Linked DNA regions of Mus musculus: region 2 is linked to region 1. A link is a contact called in public Hi-C data. All regions are on one chromosome and are shown on one strand. Each heading gives the region's core, a stretch centred on a gene start, on an enhancer-like site or on the middle of the called end of the contact. The rest is flanking DNA. Distances are from core to core; before and after follow the strand shown.

Region 1 (5,525 bases), core at 1,483-3,982:
CACACAATAAATAAATGTAAAACAATTAAGGCAGAGGAACACAGATGTGGAACTTAGTAGAGCATAAAAATAGGAGGACTAGTCTTCTGAGACTAATCTCTAGGCTGAATGTGCTTACATTATATCTAGAATTAATAATGCTGGAATTTACTAGTCTGAAGCTTTCTGTATTTTTTCACATAAATGTTAGAGTGGTTGAAAAATCTTTTAGTCTTTGTAGTTGATATGTAGACTTTTGATGACACAATTTTGACTGCAAATTTATAATCTGTCTTTTTAAAGAAATAGAATTCAAGATTTTAAAAAAAAAAAAAAAAAGCCAGGTGTGGTGGCGCAGCCTTTAATCCCAGCACCTGGGAGGCAGAGGCAGGCAGATTTCTGAGTTCAAGGCCAGCCTGGTCTACAAAGTGAGTTCCAGGACAGCCAGGGCTAAACAGAGAAACTCTGTCTGGGGTGGGGGGTGGGGTGGGGGGTGGGGGAAGTACTCTGGATTGATTCTAGAATATAAGCATCAGTATCTTCCTTGAAGCATAGTAAGAACATAAAACAAGATATGAAAGTGCATAAGTCTTCCAAAACAGAAAATACTAAGGACTATTAAACTGATAAGTCAGGTGAAAACTGTGGGAGGGAGTTGGGAAATAGCTTAGTGGGTAAGAGCTGCATGGGACAATCTGAGTTTGAATCCCTAGCGCTCATGTTGGGAGAAGAAAAGAAAAGAAAAGAAGAGAAAAGAAAAGAAAAGAAAAGAAAAGAAAAGAAAAGAAAAGAAAAGAAAAGAAAAGAAAAGAAGAGAAAAGAAGAGAAAAGAAAAAAGAAAAGAAAAAAAAGCAAGCCAGCCAGGCATGGTCGCCAGTATCTGAGATCCCCAGCACTGGGGGAGCAGAGCTAGGTTCAGTCTAAGGAGTCACTGACTAGACTAAGAAACATGGTTAGCTTCTAGTTCAGGAAAAGATCTTTCTCAAGGCAATAAAGTAGAAAGCAGCTGACATCTTCTCTGGCCTTCCCGGGATGTACACACCCCTCCCTCCACCCATTCACATTCACTAACACAGACAACATAAAGTAGGCACACACAGCTCTTTATGGAAAATAAGATGGTTTATATCAGTTATTGGAAGGTGGCTGCCAAGTAGAAGGGTTAAAACTCAGTTGGTTAAGGTCTGCTTAATCATGTTTATCATGTGCCATATGCTCTTTTAAGTCATTTAAAAATATTAAATGTTTCTTCTAACACTTCTTGGCTAAGTACAAGTATTTGATCCAAGATTAAAAGTACAGGGTCAAAAAGTAACAGAATAGTTGGACTCTCGAATTGGTACTTTTAATCCTATTCCTATACTCCCTCAGTTGTAAGAAAGGAGTCTGGGTGCCCACAGGCAGATGTTAATAGTTCGGATTCTGTTCATTTATTGTGAGGCTGAGGCTGTACTGTAACACTAGTCTAGAATTTAATAATGCAGTCTATTGTTGGAGGACATTTTTGGGTGTTCCCATTTTTACCATTATAAATACTAGGATGAGCCTTCTTCACTTTCCTTACTGCTCATGTGCCTGGGAGAATTATTGCTGGCTCACTGTCGGGTCATACCACCTACTGAGCATGCTTAGATCACATTTTAGCAGGATTCCCCTTGGAACTTTTCCTTTGTATACAGATCAGCAGTTTGTACCAGTTCAAACATAATACATTTGTATTTTTCTAAAAATTCTCTAGATTCACCCAGATATTTTTTAATCTGTGAAGGTTCTATGCCCCAGTGTAGGGGAATGGCAGGGCCAGGAAGCAGGAGTGGGTGAGCTAGTGAACAGTGGGAGGGGGCAGGTAGGGGGTTTTAAGAGGGGAAACCAGGAAAGGGGATAACATTTGAAATTTAAATAAAGAAAATATCTAATAAAAAATCTGAAAACATGTATGAAGAAATGTTTTTGAAAGAAATTGCAAGAATTTCATAAATGAATTTTTTACTCAAAAAATTAAATCTTTTAAAGAAATATGAAAATGGAAACTTAAAAATGTCATTCTGTTGTAAAAAGTAAAAAACTACTTTTAAAATCTTTATTACCAAGTCTCCTGTCTACAGAGGTACTACTAATAAGGCAAGTAAGTACATACTATAACAAAATCAAACTTTATTTACTTCTGAATTATTATATTTTGAATATTAATATAAATGGCTTTATTTCCATTTTATTTATATCACTTTCAACTTAAGTTTAGGGAATACAACACTTTTGTCATTATTAATAGAAATAGCATCATTTCTCATGAAGAGTTTGTTTCTTCTAAGAAAAATCTGCCTTTGCATTATTTTTCCTATATCATCTTTTCTAAAATGTATTTGGTAAAAAAAATTAATAAGAATAGTATGGAATCATAATTTTACGCTACTGAAAACTGTTACTATTTCCACAAGGTACTAATGATTGGTTTTTGGCTGCTCACTACTGAATGACAGACAGCATAGTTGTCTAAGCTATCAGTCTGAACGCACCGGGAGTTGGTACTTACCTTTTTCATTTCTACCCTGTGTTTGTTTTCTGCTGCTGTGATAAAATACTATAACAAAAAGACAACTTTAGAAAGAAAGGGTGTATTCTAGCTTATGGTCCAGAGGCCATCACAGCTGGAAAGGCATGATAGCCAGTAGAGAAAGTGTGCGGCAGAGCAGGAAGCTGGGTGGCCATGTTTGTATTCAACACACAGGAAGCAGAGAAATAGAACAGGAAGTGAAACAAGGCTGAAAGTCTGCCCCAGTGACATACTTCCTGTAACAAGGCTCCACCTGCCTAAGGTTCTGTAACCTTTCCCAAACAGTGGGGGCCAAGTGTGATCCACAAGCCAGTGGGGGACATCTCTTACTCAAATCAGCACACACCCACAGCAGAAAGGATATCCTAAGGAAAGAAAAAATAGCTTATAATGAAAATAACCTTCAATCTGTACTAATTTTTTACAATAATGTGAAATGCTTATATTGTAAGTTTTATTAATAACAAATGACTTTACAGTGTTTAACAGTTAATATAACTGGATAAGAGAATAATCCACCGATCTTAGAGATAAGTTTCTTTTAATTCATTACTAAAGCTTCTTTTGATAGCCATCTCATAAATCAGCTGTTGTTAATGGAAGGAAGCATTTTTGCTGCTTTCTCTAAAAGTCAGAATTCATAGTGCTAGCTGTGTGTACAAAGAGGCACTGTTTGTTTTCATCTGTGTCCCTTCCAGTCAAATGCTTGCCCAGGGCTTACTGCATATCACAGCTGCTTAAAATTTTCATTTAGCCAATAATTTCACTTACTAGCTGTTTTGTTTGTTTTTGTCCATTTCTTTGTTTTTTGCAAGACAGGGTTTCTCTGTGTAGCCCTAGCTGTCCTGGAACTCATTCTGTAGACCAGGCCACCCTTGAACTCAAGAGATCCGCCTGCCTCTGCCTCCCAAGTGCTGGGTTTAAAGGTATGCACCACCACCGCCCAACTTACTGACTGTTTGTTTGTTTGTTTGTTTTTTGGTTTTTTTGTTTTTGTTTTTGTTTTGTTTTTTTTTTTGGTTTTTCAAGACAGGGTTTCTCTGTATAGCCCTGGCTGTCCTGGAACTCCCTTTGTAGACCAGGCTGTCCTCGAACTCAGAAATCCACCTGCCTCTGCCTCCAGAGTGCTGGGATTAAAGGCGTGCACCACCACACCCAGCATTACTGGCTGTTTTTTAAAGAGTGTCAGAATGATGGGTTTTAAAATTGTCAAAGCTAAGATGTTTAAGACACAGGAAACAGAATTTTAAATGTTCTAAAATAAAGTAACAGTCATACTTAAAGCTAGAAGTAGCATTCAATACTTAATCCAGGAAACATGGTCGTTTGAGCAGGTATTGAGTATTGGTCCTTTTCTAAATCACAGTTAAGATAACATCAGCAAAAATAAAATCAATGAGGAGTTTTTAAAGTCAAAATTAGAGAAAGAGAAAAATGTAAGCAACCATCACAAAGTTTTTACGATAGGAAACAGCCTGAATACCCATAACAATCATGTGAAACCTAAGAAAAACCAGTTTTAAGAGGAAAAAAAGAAGAGCTAGTTAAATCTGTACTGGTTATTCTTCAGAGGGCTTTTTACTCTGAAGGGTGTGGGCAAGGGCTGGCTGTTAGGGCAGAGTGTTCTGTGGGTAGAACTTGGTGTTTGGAGGTACACAGGGGCAGGACCTGGCCACTAACATGCCTCAAAGGGCTTATACCCCCCATCCCACCCCCGATTATTATTGATAAGTAATCAGGGGCCAGGAAAGGGGGTTGATGTTATCATTAGACTGCTTCCTGCTGAATGGGGGTTTCAAAGTCCTTTAAGTGAACTTGACCTTCACTATCAGCATATAATCAGGAGTCCCAGGCTTCTGGCTCAGTATCTAGGGGTTGGTAATCCTGTAATAGCAACTGATTAAAAGTCTGATTAAAAAAATCTTTGTGTCTGTTGTTGAAGAAATCTAGGCAAGAGGTTTATGAGGCAGTCTGTGACTAGTAGGATTAAGAAAAGGGGGAGAAAGGGGGTTTAAGAAGGGAAATAGCCAATTCCATGTTAGACAGTCGAGGAGTCACTGGCCAGAGACATGGAGCTGTTTTGTACATTTTTGGAGATCCATCTGGAATTGTTGGATCTTTTCTTTTACTGTATCTGACTAGTTGACATAGAAGAACATTTCTCCCTAAGGAAGAAACAAAGACCACCTCTCTCTACTTTCAGTAAATCTAGTCTTTGCTGATTTTATAGCACCACACTGGCCAGTGAGTCTGTTTATCCATGGAGGGTGAGGATGTTCTGAGCTACCTGTTGGAGATCCTGGATGAATCTGGGTGAAAACTGATGGTAAATACTAGGGAAGTAGTCAGTCCTGCTGCTCCAGTGGTGACACCAGCAATTATTATACCTAAGACTACAAGAAAGGGTAGGACCTGAACCATTCATTTGTCATGTCATGCCACTATAAACCCTGTGATGGGAATCAGCAAGTGTCCTTCACTAGGTAACACTCAAGCCGGGCGTGGTGGCACACGCCTTTAATCCCAGCACTCGGGAGGCAGAAGCAGGTGGATTTCTGAGTTCGAGGCCAGCCTGGTCTACAAAGTGAGTTCCAGGACAGCCAGGGCTACACAGAGAAACCCTGTCTCGAAAAAAAAACAAAAAACAAAAAACAAAAACAAAAAACAAAAAACAAAACACTAGGTAACACTCATAATTTTGGAAAAAGAAACAGCAGGGCACAAGTCTTAGGTCATCCATCAGGTAGGCAGTGATAAACTTGAGTGCCACCAATAATCAAAGCATGTGAGTGTTCAAGCATAAGGGCTGATGGCAGTGCTCAGAGACAAAGTAGTGTTATAGTCTGAGGGATCCAGTGTGCCTATAAATTATATCTCTAAGGAGTTAAGACAGTCTGAGATACCGAAGAGAGACGGGAGAGATAAGGGGTGGCTCAGGACAGTTACAGACAAGATGAGAGAATCTAGTAGTCCAATGGGTACGGCTAAATTT
Region 2 (5,525 bases), core at 1,676-4,175, 70 kb before region 1:
TCCAGAGCTGCTAGGAAGGGGAGGACTAAGTGAAATACGTGTTTTCAGTGTGAAGAGTGAATAGAAAAAATGTTTATGATTACTTAAAATAGATTTGAAAGATTTCAGGTTGCAGGGGGATTGCCTTTGGAATAAGGGGTTTATTAGAAGAGAAACTGATGTCACAGACAGCGTGCTGTGGGCACTGATCAGGATCATACGGACATTGCAAGTGAGGTGCCTATCCTGAGTGGACGTGTGTGCTTTCCAGTGTCTTTCATTGTGCTTTTCTTTGGAGAGGTTATTTACTTCCTTGGGTAAGGTTTTTGTTGGGGGTGGAGGAGAGTATGGGTAGGTATTTTATTGTACTTTATGTTTCTATGGTTATTGTGAATAGTATTGCTTTTTTTTAAAGATTTATTTATTTATTTATTTATTTATTTTATGTATGTGAGTACACTGTCCTGTTACATCTTCAGACACACCAGAAAAGGGCATCAGATTCCATTACAGATGGTTGTGAGCCACCATGTGGTTGCTGGGACTTGAACTCGAGACCTTTGGAAGAGCAGTCAGTGCTCTTAACCACTGAGCCATCTCTCCAGCCTGTATTGCTTTCTTTTATTCTTAATTGTTTATTTATTGTTTTGTGTATGTGGTACACATATGCTTACAGGGATGTTTGCCTGTGCTTGTGTTTGTAGAGGTCAGAGGTCAACGTTGAGTATTTTTCTCCATTGCTCTCCACCTTATTTTCTGAGACAGGATCTCTCATTGAATGTGGAGCTTGCTGTTTGGCTGTGGTTTGTCATATATAGTCTTCATTTTGTTGCAGTACCTTCCTTCTGGGCTCTCTGTGTCTCTGTCTCTGTCTCTGTCTATCTCTGTCTCTGTCTCTCTCTCTCTCTTTCTCTCTGTGTGTGTGTGTGTGTGTGTGTGTGTTTGTGTCTCCTCCCTCCCTCCCTTTCCAATGTTAAGATAATGAATTTTCTTGTTGCTTTTCTGCACATGTTAAGTTTGCCACGTGGTTTTGTCTCTGTTGATCTTATGTAATGTTGTTACTGATTTGTACATGTTGACCCGCCCCAGGTGGTCTTGATGCATAACTTTTAATGTGCTGTTGATTTACTTATGATCGTCAAGTTTATTAGCCTATAGTTTCCTTCTTTGTTGAGCTCTTGCCTCTAGGTTTAGATAGCAGCATAACACTGGCCTCACAGGGTGAGCTTTGAAGAGTTTTTTCCCACATTTATGGCATAGTTTGAGAATCGCTGTTTGTTCTTTAAAAATGTGTTAAAAGCATAACTGAAGCTATCTGTGTGCTTTTCTTTGCAGATACTTAGAAATATCATCCTTACTCATTTGTTCCAGTTTTTTATGTACATATTTTTGTTCTCATACGTTATGTGTCTAGAAACATCCCAGATGTTTTTTGTTGGCATGCACTTGTTTAGAGTACTTTGTATTGGTCCTTTGCACGTCTGTGGCATGCACTTCTTTAGCGTACTTTCTAGTGGTCCTTTGCACGTCTATGGCATGCACTTGTTTAGCATACTTTCTAGTGGTCCTTTGCACGCCTGTGGCATGCACTTGTTTAGAGTACTTTCTAGTGGTCCTTTGCACGTCTGTGGCATGCACTTGTTTAGCATACTTTCTAGTGGTCCTTTGCACGTCTGTGGCATGCACTTCTTTAGCGTACTTTCTAGTGGTCCTTTGCACGCCTGTGGCATGCACTTGTTTAGCGTACTTTCTAGTGGTCCTTTGCACGTCTGTGGCATGCACTTGTTTAGCATACTTTCTAGTGGTCCTTTGCATGTCTGTGGCATGCACTTCTTTAGCGTACTTTCTAGTGGTCCTTTGCACGTCTGTGGCATGCACTTGTTTAGCATACTTTCTAGTGGTCCTTTGCACGCCTGTGGCATGCACTTGTTTAGAGTACTTTCTAGTGGTCCTTTGCACGTCTGTGGCATGCACTTGTTTAGCATACTTTCTAGTGGTCCTTTGCACGCCTGTGGCATGCACTTGTTTAGAGTACTTTCTAGTGGTCCTTTGCACGTCTGTGGCATGCACTTGTTTAGCATACTTTCTAGTGGTCCTTTGCACGTCTGTGGCATGCACTTCTTTAGCGTACTTTCTAGTGGTCCTTTGCACGCCTGTGGCATGCACTTGTTTAGCATACTTTCTAGTGGTCCTTTGCACGTCTGTGGCATGCACTTCTTTAGCGTACTTTCTAGTGGTCCTTTGCACGCCTGTGGCATGCACTTGTTTAGCATACTTTCTAGTGGTCCTTTGCACGTCTGTGGCATGCACTTCTTTAGCGTACTTTCTAGTGGTCCTTTGCACGTCTGTGGCATGCACTTCTTTAGTGTACTTTCTAGTGGTCCTTTGCACGCCTGTGGCATGCACTTGTTTAGAGTACTTTGTATTGGTCCTTTGCACGCCTGTGGCAGAACTCAGAATGACTCCTTTTTGTTTCTCATTTTTTTTATAAGCCTCTCTTTTTTTCTTTGTGAGTGTAGCTAAAGATTCACAAATTTAATCTTTTCAAAAATCTAACTCTTAAAAACTCCACCTCTTTATTTTGTTTTCTATTCTGTATTATTTTAAATTGTATTTGTTTCCATTCTGATTTTTGTTATTTCTTTCTTCTACTAATTCTAGATTTGGTTTGAACTTACTTTCTAGGCCTTCAGTTGTATTTTCAGGTAGTTTATGTGAGTTTTTTTTTCTTTTATGTAGGCATTTATTGTTATAAACTTCCACTAAGAAACATTGTAAAACTTCAGTTGCATCTATGCATATGAGCTTCTTTGTGTGAGTATATATGCACATGGGTACAGGTGCCTTTGGAGGTCAGGGGCATTGAGCGTCAGGATCTGGGGTTGCAGGTGGTCGTCAGCTGCCTCACATGATAAGTAATGCCTGCACAGCGAGCCGAGCTCAGTCCTAACACAGTCTAATAGTGCTTTTGCTGTATCTTGTTAGTTTTGGTTTCTATTTTCACTTGTTTCAAGGACATTTTCATTTCTTTCTCTCTTTGAGTCAATTGGATTGCCTCAGTTGTTCATAGTGGATCAGCAAGGTCGTGATGGCCTCTGAGCTGTGTTGAGAAGTACTGATTGCTGGAGGATGGCTTTTCTGATAAACAAGTTACTTTTTTCCCAGATTATTTCATCAGTTTTTCCCTGACCCATAAGGTTTCTATTGAGATGTCTGTCTATTGAATTTCTTTTATATTTGAAGTACTACTTATTTTAGACTTCTTCATACTGTGCTTTTTAAATTTGACTATAATAAGCCACAGAGGGGATCTTTCTTGGTCACATCCATTTGAAGATCTCTGAGCTTCTTCAGTCTGGATGTCTCTATATTTGTTAACATTTGGGTCATTTGTGCTGTTATTTCATTAAGTTTTTCTGTGCCTTTTTTCTCCTCTTCTCCTTTTGAAGTATCCATAGTTCCAATATTTGTCTACATAATTCTAGTTTATAAGTCTCAGGCTATAGTACTTTATTTCTTCCATGAAAATGAAAGTAACTCTGGGCTAGGCCTTTGAATCTTGCAGGAGACCTGGGTTCAATTCCCAGCATCCACATCTCACAACCATCTGTAAGTCTAGCTCCAGGAAATCTAATGCCCTGCCTTCATTCACATGTGCTTTCCAAACATTGATGCATTATTAAAAATAAAGTAGACCTTTAAAAGAAACTTTAATCTTACTGGCTATTTTAAAAATCTAAAATTAAGCTCAAATCTGCTTTATCTAGATTGTTGTTGAGATTTGTGCATGAGCACACATGTGTATACATGCATGTGAACATAGAGATGTGTGCGTGCACGTGCACATACATCAGATTCACTTCTCCCACCGCCCTTTCTATCCCTCTACTCTACTTGCTCATCCCATGATGCACTTCAATAGCATCTGCTTTTATGTAAAAATCTCGATTCCATTTATAAGAGAAAATATACTCTGCCATTACCATCGCCAAGATTTGTCTGGTTCTTTTTCAAGACCTGTTGGGTCTTTCCCATGATCTCTGTCTCTGGTGAGGTTTTCTGTTTTCATTGAATTATCTGTATTCCCTTATATCTTGTTAAATTGTTAAAACTATTATTTTAAATTATTTTTTCAGGCACTTTATGTCTTTTCCTTTAGAGTCTGCTGCTGGGGTTGGAATGTTCTTTTGGAGCCATTATTGTATTCTTCCTCTTGTATTCTTCTTGTGTCCCCACATTTGCACATTAGGTGGGTCTGTTGTCACCTCACCCAGTTTTATCATTGGCTTTTGTAGTGATAGCCTGGCTCCTGGTGATTAGTCTTGGATGTCTTTTGGGTTGATGGTGGTGTTGTAGTCACCCATGAATGCAGTGATGTACTCTCCACATACTTCAATTGCAATCACATCGGTGATTCCTGTTGGGTCAATGCCTAGGCTGCAGGAGTATGTGGTTTTATCCGTTGTCACTCATCTCTTTTAGGTGAGAAGTGTCTGCTGGCCATTTTGTATGTGGCATATCCTATAATGTTTGTGGGGGTGCCTTTTTAATTTCTGTAGGGCCCCCAGGGACCAAGCCAGTCTGATTGATCTTGATTGGCCTGGAGGTCCCCAAAGTAGCTTTGGGAAATTACTAATGTCTGAGGAATACAGTGGAACGGTATTGCACTGGTGGACTTAGACGTGAGATGTGACACATACCAGTGTCCATAGGTTGCCCTGACTGCCTTTGCAGACTTCAGCTACTGAAGTTGCTTAGAATAGGTTGCATAGCCTTCTCTAAGCTGCAAACTGCAAGGGTATGAGCTAGACCACTTTGTTTCTTTGCTGGTTTTTAAGCGTGATATTTCTAACTTCACAATAAAAATGATCTCAGAGAATCTGATAATAGTACAAGACTAGTTAGAACAGCTGGGGTATACTTCTCAGTTGAAAGCTATCATGGTACAAATTCTATTTTAATTGAAATGTTAAAATTTTCCTAGTTTGTTTCTAAGAGGGAAAAGGTGATAACCCATTATTAAAACAGGCAAGCCAAAATGTATTTTCCTTTTGTGCAAGCTAACAGTATGCAAGTTTAGGAACTTTATATAGCTTTTAAAGTTAGGAGGTGCCTTTTTATGCTTGTTTATTATTATGTTTTTTAGACAGGTCCCCACTATGTAGTCTTAGCTACACAGCTAGTCACTATGTAAACCAGACTGGTCCTAATTTCACAAACGCTGAGATTAAAGGTGTGTGTGACTATACCTGGTTGTTTAAGATACCTAACAAAATTATAGAATTCCATAAAACTAGCAGGCAACATCTTTGTATGTTATTTGGATTTTGGTAAAAATTAGTAGCCATTGAAGGGTGACGACTGGGAAAGGTACAGATTCATTCTTGCTGATTTTAAAAGACAGATGGAACATTCACACTCCCTTTTGCTCTTCTTTACCAAACCTATAGAAAAAAATACTTAAAAAAACCCACCCATATTTAGCTATGTTGGTACAAGAAGGGGAACTTTTGGTAATTCAGAAACTGGTGAATTTCTAAAAATAG

Evidence for each region. Hi-C and Micro-C count contacts between places; a contact is called where the count stands out from the background.
Region 2: a contact with region 1 is called in a Hi-C map of centroblasts, with 1.4 times the contacts expected there. The contact joins two enhancer-like sites. A contact is called at or near these places in 4 of 484 Hi-C or Micro-C datasets (bone marrow-derived macrophages, centroblasts, nephron progenitors and 1 more), 1 of 115 datasets of contacts at active chromatin or transcription factors (bone marrow-derived macrophages) and 2 of 9 other capture datasets (adipose tissue and pancreatic islet).

The regions. Positions count from the first base shown.
Region 1 is chr12:4,363,343-4,368,867 of GRCm38.p6, reverse strand. All of the region lies in intron 2 of Ncoa1 (nuclear receptor coactivator 1), which reads left to right. Among named protein-coding and RNA genes, the nearest start is that of Gm51963, 93 kb to the left of the region's middle. Within about 2 kb of position 2,732, at least 27 of the 459 cell types and tissues checked have an H3K27ac peak or open chromatin away from gene starts, as enhancers often do. A contact at or near this core is called in centroblasts, where this site is marked.
Region 2 is chr12:4,433,806-4,439,330 of GRCm38.p6, reverse strand. All of the region lies in intron 1 of Ncoa1 (nuclear receptor coactivator 1), which reads left to right. Among named protein-coding and RNA genes, the nearest start is that of Gm51963, 23 kb to the left of the region's middle. Within about 2 kb of position 2,925, at least 24 of the 459 cell types and tissues checked have an H3K27ac peak or open chromatin away from gene starts, as enhancers often do. A contact at or near this core is called in centroblasts, where this site is marked.